2 separate regions of the Anser cygnoides genome follow, and region 1 is linked to region 2. A link is a contact called in public Hi-C data. All regions are on one chromosome and are shown on one strand. Each heading gives the region's core, a stretch centred on a gene start, on an enhancer-like site or on the middle of the called end of the contact. The rest is flanking DNA. Distances are from core to core; before and after follow the strand shown.

Evidence for each region. Hi-C and Micro-C count contacts between places; a contact is called where the count stands out from the background.
Region 1: a Hi-C map of liver shows a contact between it and region 2, with 2.2 times the contacts expected there. The contact joins the promoter of LOC106045607 here to the promoter of THUMPD2 in region 2. A contact is called at or near these places in 2 of 7 Hi-C or Micro-C datasets (granulosa cells and liver).

What each region holds. Positions count from the first base shown.
Region 1 is chr3:13,708,893-13,712,626 of Taihu_goose_T2T_genome, forward strand. LOC106045607 (ninein-like protein) reads left to right here and starts at 1,561. Exons shown (of 19, transcript XM_048048346.2): 1 at 1,561-1,690; 2 at 1,950-2,134; 3 at 3,257-3,479; 4 at 3,659-3,734. The coding sequence starts at 3,408. EIF4A3 (eukaryotic translation initiation factor 4A3) reads right to left here and starts at 1,668. Exons shown (of 12, transcript XM_048048352.2): 1 at 1,374-1,668; 2 at 1,027-1,099; 3 at 96-162. The coding sequence starts at 1,653.
Region 2 is chr3:13,358,885-13,362,573 of Taihu_goose_T2T_genome, forward strand. It overlaps THUMPD2 (THUMP domain containing 2), which reads left to right and starts at 1,805. Exons shown (of 10, transcript XM_013196149.3): 1 at 1,805-1,948; 2 at 2,296-2,428. The coding sequence starts at 1,856.

The DNA.
Region 1 (3,734 bases), core at 311-2,810, 350 kb after region 2:
CATTTGTTCACTCTAACAAACAGAGGCTTTTATGGTGATGAATCTATTGATTAAAAAGACAACAAGCAAACTTTCAGCACGTGCTGTGAAGTTACCTGTATATCCAAGCACTGCAGAACGGAGATGGAGAACGTTGCTGTTTTTCCTGTTCCGGACTGTGACCTGAGAAACAGACGTTTGGTGAACGCTCTGCTCTCCATTTCTGGATAAACAACACAGGCAATTTCAATATATTCCACCTCTCTGCCCTAAGAACTGCCATTCATTTGCTGAAAACAAGTGAATATTGCCAACAGCGTATCCCACAAATCTTTGTTATGATCACAGCGTGGTTTGCAGACACACAGCTTTAAAGACTGTAGTACCAGAGACAAAGCACTATCTATTACAGGGTCCCTGGCTCTGGCGTGGTTACTCTTTATCAGATCAGCACTTAAGCTTTCTGCAATCTGTCTCGGAAGATTTTTGTTTGTTTGTTTTTTAAAGGAAATGTTAGATCACAGAATCCAACAGTAGCTTGAGTTGGATGGGATCTTAAAGATCATCTGGTTCCACTCCCCCCGCCATGGGCAGGGACACCTCCCACCAGACCAGGCTGCCCAAAGCCCCATCCAGCCTGGCCTTGAACACCTTCTGGGATGGGCCATCCACAGCTTCTCTGGCAAGGTGTTGCTGTGCCTCACCACCCTCACGGTGAAAATTTTTTTCCTAATATCCAATCTGAACCTATCCTCTCTTAGTTTAAAGCCGTTACCCCTTGTCCTATCACTCCACTCCCTGACAAAGTATCCCTCCCAACTTTCCTGTAGGCCCCTTTAGGTATTAGAAGGCCGCTGTAAAGGGTCTCCCTGGGATCAGCTAAGCTAACACAACCCAGAAGGCTACCAATTCCCACTAGCGACCCCAAAAGATTTTTCCCAACCACATGCTTTTTGGCCACCAGAAACACCAGTTTTCCCCCTGCATATTCATCCCCTTGGCATGCTGGCACTCCTCCGGCCTTGCAGACAACGAGCAGCCACGTACTGTGCGATCACGTCCCGGCCCTTGATGATCTGCTTGATGGCTCTCTGCTGGATGGCCGATGGCTTCTCGAACCCTGTGGGAACGGCCGTTAAGGACGCGTGCCCGTGGCCCCACCACACACACACAAACACCCCCATTCCCTTTCCCTTCCCCTTCTTCCCTTCTCTTCCTTTCCCCTCCCCTCCCCATTTTCCCTTCCCCTTCTTCCCTTCCCTTCCTCTTCTTCCCTTCCCTTCCCTTCCCTCCCCTCCCCATTTTCCCTTCCCCATTTTCCCTTCCCCTCCCCTCCCCTCCCCCCCTTCCCCTCCCCTCCCCATTTTCCCTTCCCTTCCCCTCCCCCCCCTCACCGTAGGCGTAGATGCCCCGCAGCAGGTCCTCCCGCAGCCCCATGGTGTCGAAGGTGGGCGTCACGTCCACCTCCTCGCTCGTCTCGAACTCCACCTTGGTCATGTCCTCCTCCTTCATCAGCCGCTTCCTCGCCGAGCCGCTGCCGCCCCCGGAGCCCGCCGAGCCCGACATGGCCGCGGCTTCTCCGGCCGCCGCCGCCTCACACGAGAGACCAGGCCGCTGCGCGGAGCGCGCATGCGCAGGGGCGGGGTTGACGGAGCCAGAGGGGGGAGTGCGCATGCGCCGTGAGGGAAGCGAGGGCGGGCGGTGGGTGCGGGTGAGTCGGGGGTGTTGCTCCTTGCCCTCAGTTCCCGTCGGACATTTTCTCTCCTCCCCCGCACCTTTTTTTGTCCTTTTTCCGCCGGGATTTGACGCTGATCCGTCTGGTGAGCGGCGGTAGGGCGCGAGGGAGCGGGGTGAAGCTGTGTCGGGGGAGGTTTTGAAGTCGCGTTGTGTTTGTGCTGTAAAAAATGATAATAATGGGGGGTGTTGGTGTCTGAAGGGGCTGCTTCACCCTCCTGTGCCTCTTCTCCCAGCCTCGTTTTTTAGGAAATTGGAGGCTTCAAGGCAGCACGGGTGGCCCGGCCACACAGCACGCCAGGATCGAGGCTGTTGGTGCTCTGTGGGATGAAGGAAGTCAGGAAGGTTTCTTCTGGCAGGGACCCCACCGGTCGCCCTCGCCTGCAGCTCCCCCGAGGTGCTTCCCCTCAGGCCTGGATCCGTAAGTCATGGCCAGTTCCTTGCACAGGGCGCTTCGTTTCCGTTTCATGTCTGTACAACGTCTTGCAGGCACAAATCCAGCTATCGCACCTTGAAGGGTTTCGCTGTTTCCCCACAAAATTCAGTCCTAAAGAATGGGTCCTGCTGAGAGCAGTTCGGGCCGAGATGTTTCGTTTCACAAGGGAGTGGTTTAATAGACGTTAGTTGAGGGTGGCGACTTGGGGAGTTTTCTACGTGTTGGTCATTTTTTGGGGATGGTCTGGGCTTCACCCGCTGCGTGGTGACTGAACGGCCCCCTTGGGTGCTGCTTTCACCTGTGCAGGTGGAGTGGGACGGTGAAGCTGAACAACAGAGCTCTCAACTCTGGTCTTTTTACAGGAGGGAGAGGGATGCATATCCTAGCAGAAGGGAAAAGTTAACCCAATTGTAACACTGGCTTCAGAAGCTCTGACATCTCTGTACCACTTGTGACTGAGGTTGTCACCCTTTTAGCACGTGGAGTGAATTTCATTCATCTTTTCCATGTTTGATATAATATATTTTTTCTTCTTGGTGCTTTTATCCCAAGGATTAACAATGCAGTTGCAAATGCTTTTGAAGTAACTGCTTTAATGCACTGAAGTGGAAGAGGAAAGGCCTCCTCCAAACCTGGAATGAAATTGGGGCTCTTGGAGATGTTACCAGCCCTGTTTTGGCTTTCTGGCAATCGGGTTCTGCTCTTTGAGTCAGCGTGGCTGAATCTCACCTTTGAGTCAGGGAGGGCCAAGATGATCTCAGCTCCATTTTAACTTCTAGGCCAAACACAATGTTGTCTCGCAGTCCCTGTCTGACAGTTTTCGACATACCACTGCATGCTCTATAACTTTTGTTGGCTTTTCTGATACTGCATTTTCACGGGTGTGTAGGGAGACCAAAGTGTGTGGTCTGTGGCTTCCAACCTGCTCCTTGTCATTGCCTTAGAGGTGGCTCATGGCATCTCCCTTCTGGCAGCTTGGTGTTGTTTTTAGAACTTTCCCCAGTATTGATGGGGTCCCTGGAGCTTCAGTATTGAAAGCCGTTAGTTTTTCTCTGCCTGTTTTGTCCCACTGACTTTCCTCTGTTGCTTTTTTACCTGGCATCACAGGAGAGTGAGCATCCTTCCTGCCAAGCTGTGTGAGCCCACATCTCTCCAGCATCAGCACTAGATTCACCAAACCTGAATTTGTCATTGCTGTCTGAGCCCTGGAAAAACTTCAAGGAGATCTTCAAGGTCCCTGGCACTGTTTTTTCTGGTGATGGCGAGCGAAGTGAGCAACAAGGCCTTCCAGCAAGCAGCCATCTGGGGTGGAAGAAGCGCTTGCAGGCAGGTTTGTGAGGGAGGGCTGGCTTTGGCCACCCCAAGGCTGGGGAAAATCTGGGGAGGATATGATCAAAGCCTGTTTGTGATACGGGGAGTGTCTCTAACACTGGAGAGTGGTCAGCTGGTGTAACAGTAGAAGTGTTGGAAGAGGGGGGAGAGCAACTCCGGTCTGTGTTTTTCTTTCAGAGGCCAAGCAGCAGCCCAGAGGAGCAGGGGAGCCTGGCAGAGGTGCCCGCAGCCTTGGGCAGTGCACTTATGGTCC
Region 2 (3,689 bases), core at 555-3,054:
AAACATAATGAATGTCACTGGGGTGCAGGAGCAATGGTGACCTATTTGAAACGAGGTGTCATCTCGGTACACATGTTAACAATGGCAAAGTCAGTAATGTCAAAATGTGAGCTTTGCTTAAAGAATAATCCGGTAGCAAGGAAACATGCTGAGATAGGAAGAACTAGAGCTGGGATAGAGCCTGGAGATTACTGGCAAATAGACTTCGTGGAGCTGCCTAAAGCAAGAGGTTATAAATACCGATTGGTAGGGGTTGATACTTTTTCAGGATGGCCGGAGGCCCTTCCCTGTCGCACCAAGCAAGCAAAGGAAACGGTAAAATGGTTACTACAGGAAATAATCCCTAGATTTGGTGTACCATTGGGTATTTCTTCAGACAGGGGACCACATTTCATTGCCAATGTGGTTAAGGAGGTTAGTAGGTTACTGGGAATCACCCAGAACACCCTATCCCACTTACTCCACCCCCATCCTATAGTACTAGCGTTAACAAGCAGGCATAGAGGAATCAATAAGATAGTAGACTAATGAAGATGCGTTAAGATTATACTTACTAATCTCTATATCAAGTTATACTCACTAACCTCTACTAACCTGATTCAACCTAATAGTAATGAAAATACTTGCTCTTGGTATGAGTGAAGTATTTTCAAAGGGGGGAAATGTTAGTGTTGGGGAGAATCGAATGGATGTTTTACTAATGTCTCTTAGGTGATGGGACATACAGTATAATTAAGCATTACCAAATGTACTTACATTATCAATTAATCTATGTACACTGGAAACCTAGGGAGTACACTGAACATTTAAAGGAATCGTTGAAGGGGAACCCTGGGAGGGAACAGGTACAACCTGACCTTGGATAAGGGCCTGGAAATGCTGAAATGAGTTGAAGCAGAACCAAGGAGCGGAGGGAGCATGCGTCGAGTGAGAAAGGTGAAAGAGTTTAGCGGAGAGGAAGACTCCTTACTTCATCTGGACGACCACCTGGACGACCACCAGAGTGCGCCACGCATGTGCAAAGGGGAGGGGAGCTAATTAGAATGGAATGCGAGGCTGATGTTGCAACCTGTAATGAATATGTATACCTTACGTAATGTTGAATGTATAAATAATGGCTGGGAAGTAACGGGACTTGAAGCCAGATTTGGGCACCTGCCCCGGCTTCCAGCGCTGAATAAAGCACCTTCATATAATCACTTGGTGGTTATGTGGTTGCTACGCTAACACTCTCTTTGCCTGCTCACTTCTACAGAAATATTTGGGTGGCTTTGGTGCTTTTGGACTGCAGAGATGTGAGGTCATGGATGCTGCAGCATGTAAGGTTGTCGGTGCTGGGCCTGAACTGACGTCTTGCCATTTGTTCCTGAGCTGTGGGTGCTGAGTCACCCCAGGGGGTATCAGCAAATTTTCTTCCTAAGTTGTGTGGGCGTAGATATTATTTTAACATCTGCAGAAGGAGGAACGCTGCTATAATTCTCCCTCTCTTCATCAGCCTGGGCTGAAGAGATCATACAGTCTTCTGCCGAAGTACATGGAGCAACAGCTGCACTGGAACATTTGATCATCTCACATTTGATCATCTCGCTGAGGCAAGGATCAAAAGGGAGATGACGCTCCAGTGATGTGCCCTGGTGGCACGGGGGTCACACCAGCTCTCGAGAACCCGGTGTTTATGATTACGTTGACATGAAAAACTGTTCTGCCCGCTGTCACGTGTCAACAGCGCTGGAATAAAAAACTTGAAACAACCCCTCTTTCTCGGTACTTCTTCCCTCCCTTAGCACGTGTTGCTGCTCCTTCAGCCTGCCCCCTGGGCGGGGGCGGCCCGAAATGGCGGCGGGGGCGGGACAAGATGGCGGCGGGCGGGCGGTACTTCTGCACGGCGGGCCGCGGCCTCGAGCCTTTCCTGGCCCGGGAGCTGCGAGCGAGGCTCGGAGCCACGGAGGTGAGAAGCAGGCCTCGTTCGCTGCGAGTCCGTGCTAATTTCAATATATCGTGCGGTAAAATTAAATATTTCTTGTTGCGTTCGCCAAGGAGGTTCTAGGGAGTAAAATCATGACAGGACACCAGGAAGAAGCCGGCTCGTAGAGGCACTAAAATGATTTATTTCGCGAAACCGCGCTCCGCAGCTCTGAGGGCTGTGCTGACCAACATCTCCGTCCCCTCGCCACCCCTGGTTAGCTGTGCTTTGCTGGGTTCTTCTCGGTGCGAAGACGTGGTAGGGCACACGGTGGTGCTGTTGAGCCGCTGAAGCGCTCACAGAAAATATTCTTTTTTCCCCTTCCCTTTAAGGTGGACTATATTTCGGGAAAAGTCTTCTTCACCACTGACGCGGAGCCGAGCGAACTGAAGAAAATCAAGTCTGGAGAGAGGTTGTTTTTGCTGATTAAGAAACACGACCCGCTTCCCGTTTCAGGAAATAAAGGTACTGCGCTGACTGTTCCCCTCGAGTCATCCTGTTCTTTTTGCATGCAGGACATGGGTTCAAAAACTTCAAGTGTAAGCTCATGTCCTATTTGTAAAATTAACATTCGATCAATTTCATCATCTGTAGCTCTAACTGAGAAGAATCAACTCTGAAGTTGTGGTTTTTGACTTTCTTTTTGTTGTTTTTTACCCAACTATGCTTTCAAATATGTTTTTCTGTGCTGAAAACAGCTTAAAAATGTTTGAAATACACGTCTTACCAGCTGACGTTCTGCTGGCATAGTACGCATGTATATATGTATAACACCACTCCCACACCAAAAAAATTAACAAAACTGAAGTCCAATTCTGGACCCCTTGTATGTGTTTTAACAGTGAGTCATTTTTTTTTTAGGTGATGTGGATCCATACATATTCTGCATCACTTAACTGTTCAGTATGCAGATTTCTTGTGAATTTCAAGTACTCGTGTCACTTTATCAGTGTTGAAATAAGAATTTTGAGTAAGATGGATTGATATTTGTATGGGGGTAGGGTTTTATTTGAAAGATTACAAGAGGCCTTTGGCTCTAAGGATCAAATTTAACTATGATTATGAAATTTAAAATGAGAAATAGAAATACTTAAATGTTTTTCCCTGACCAGAGTCAAGACTTTTATATGAATTGGCCTCTGTATTTCTTGTGCCTCTCTTGTCATAGTTAAGTCAACAGGACACACTACAGGTAGGTGTAAGTTTAGGTGTGTATTGGAGACTTTGCAGGATTGAAGGAAGAGTAATTAATAGCAAGGAGATATTTTTTTTAATAAAAGAATAAACTTGTGACTTTTATTCTGAGCCGAATCAAAGCCGTTCATGTTCATGTCTGTCAGTCCTGGAAAGTGTCCTGGATATCTAATCCTGAACCAAATGTTTTTCTGGACTAAGAGGACGACGATATGGTAGGCTGGTGCTCCATCCCTGGGAATGACTCTGAGGTAGTCTGGTTTTCTAGAGCTGCTGAACTTCTGCAGAATTCAAGCCCTGCAAAAGTTATTCTTGGTTCTGCAAAGCTTGTAATCAGATGGATGTGTGGGTCTTCAGCTGATAGGGTTTGTGGGTGTTGAGAGCTTGGCTGTGTCTGTGATGTATGCTGCTGCAGTTCGTGGATTCACACGTTATGGAGATCTAAACAAAGTCCCTGACAGATGTTCTCATTCTGTGGGAACATCAAATGCTGAGATTGAACTACTTAACCTGAAACTAGCTTTTTCTTCCA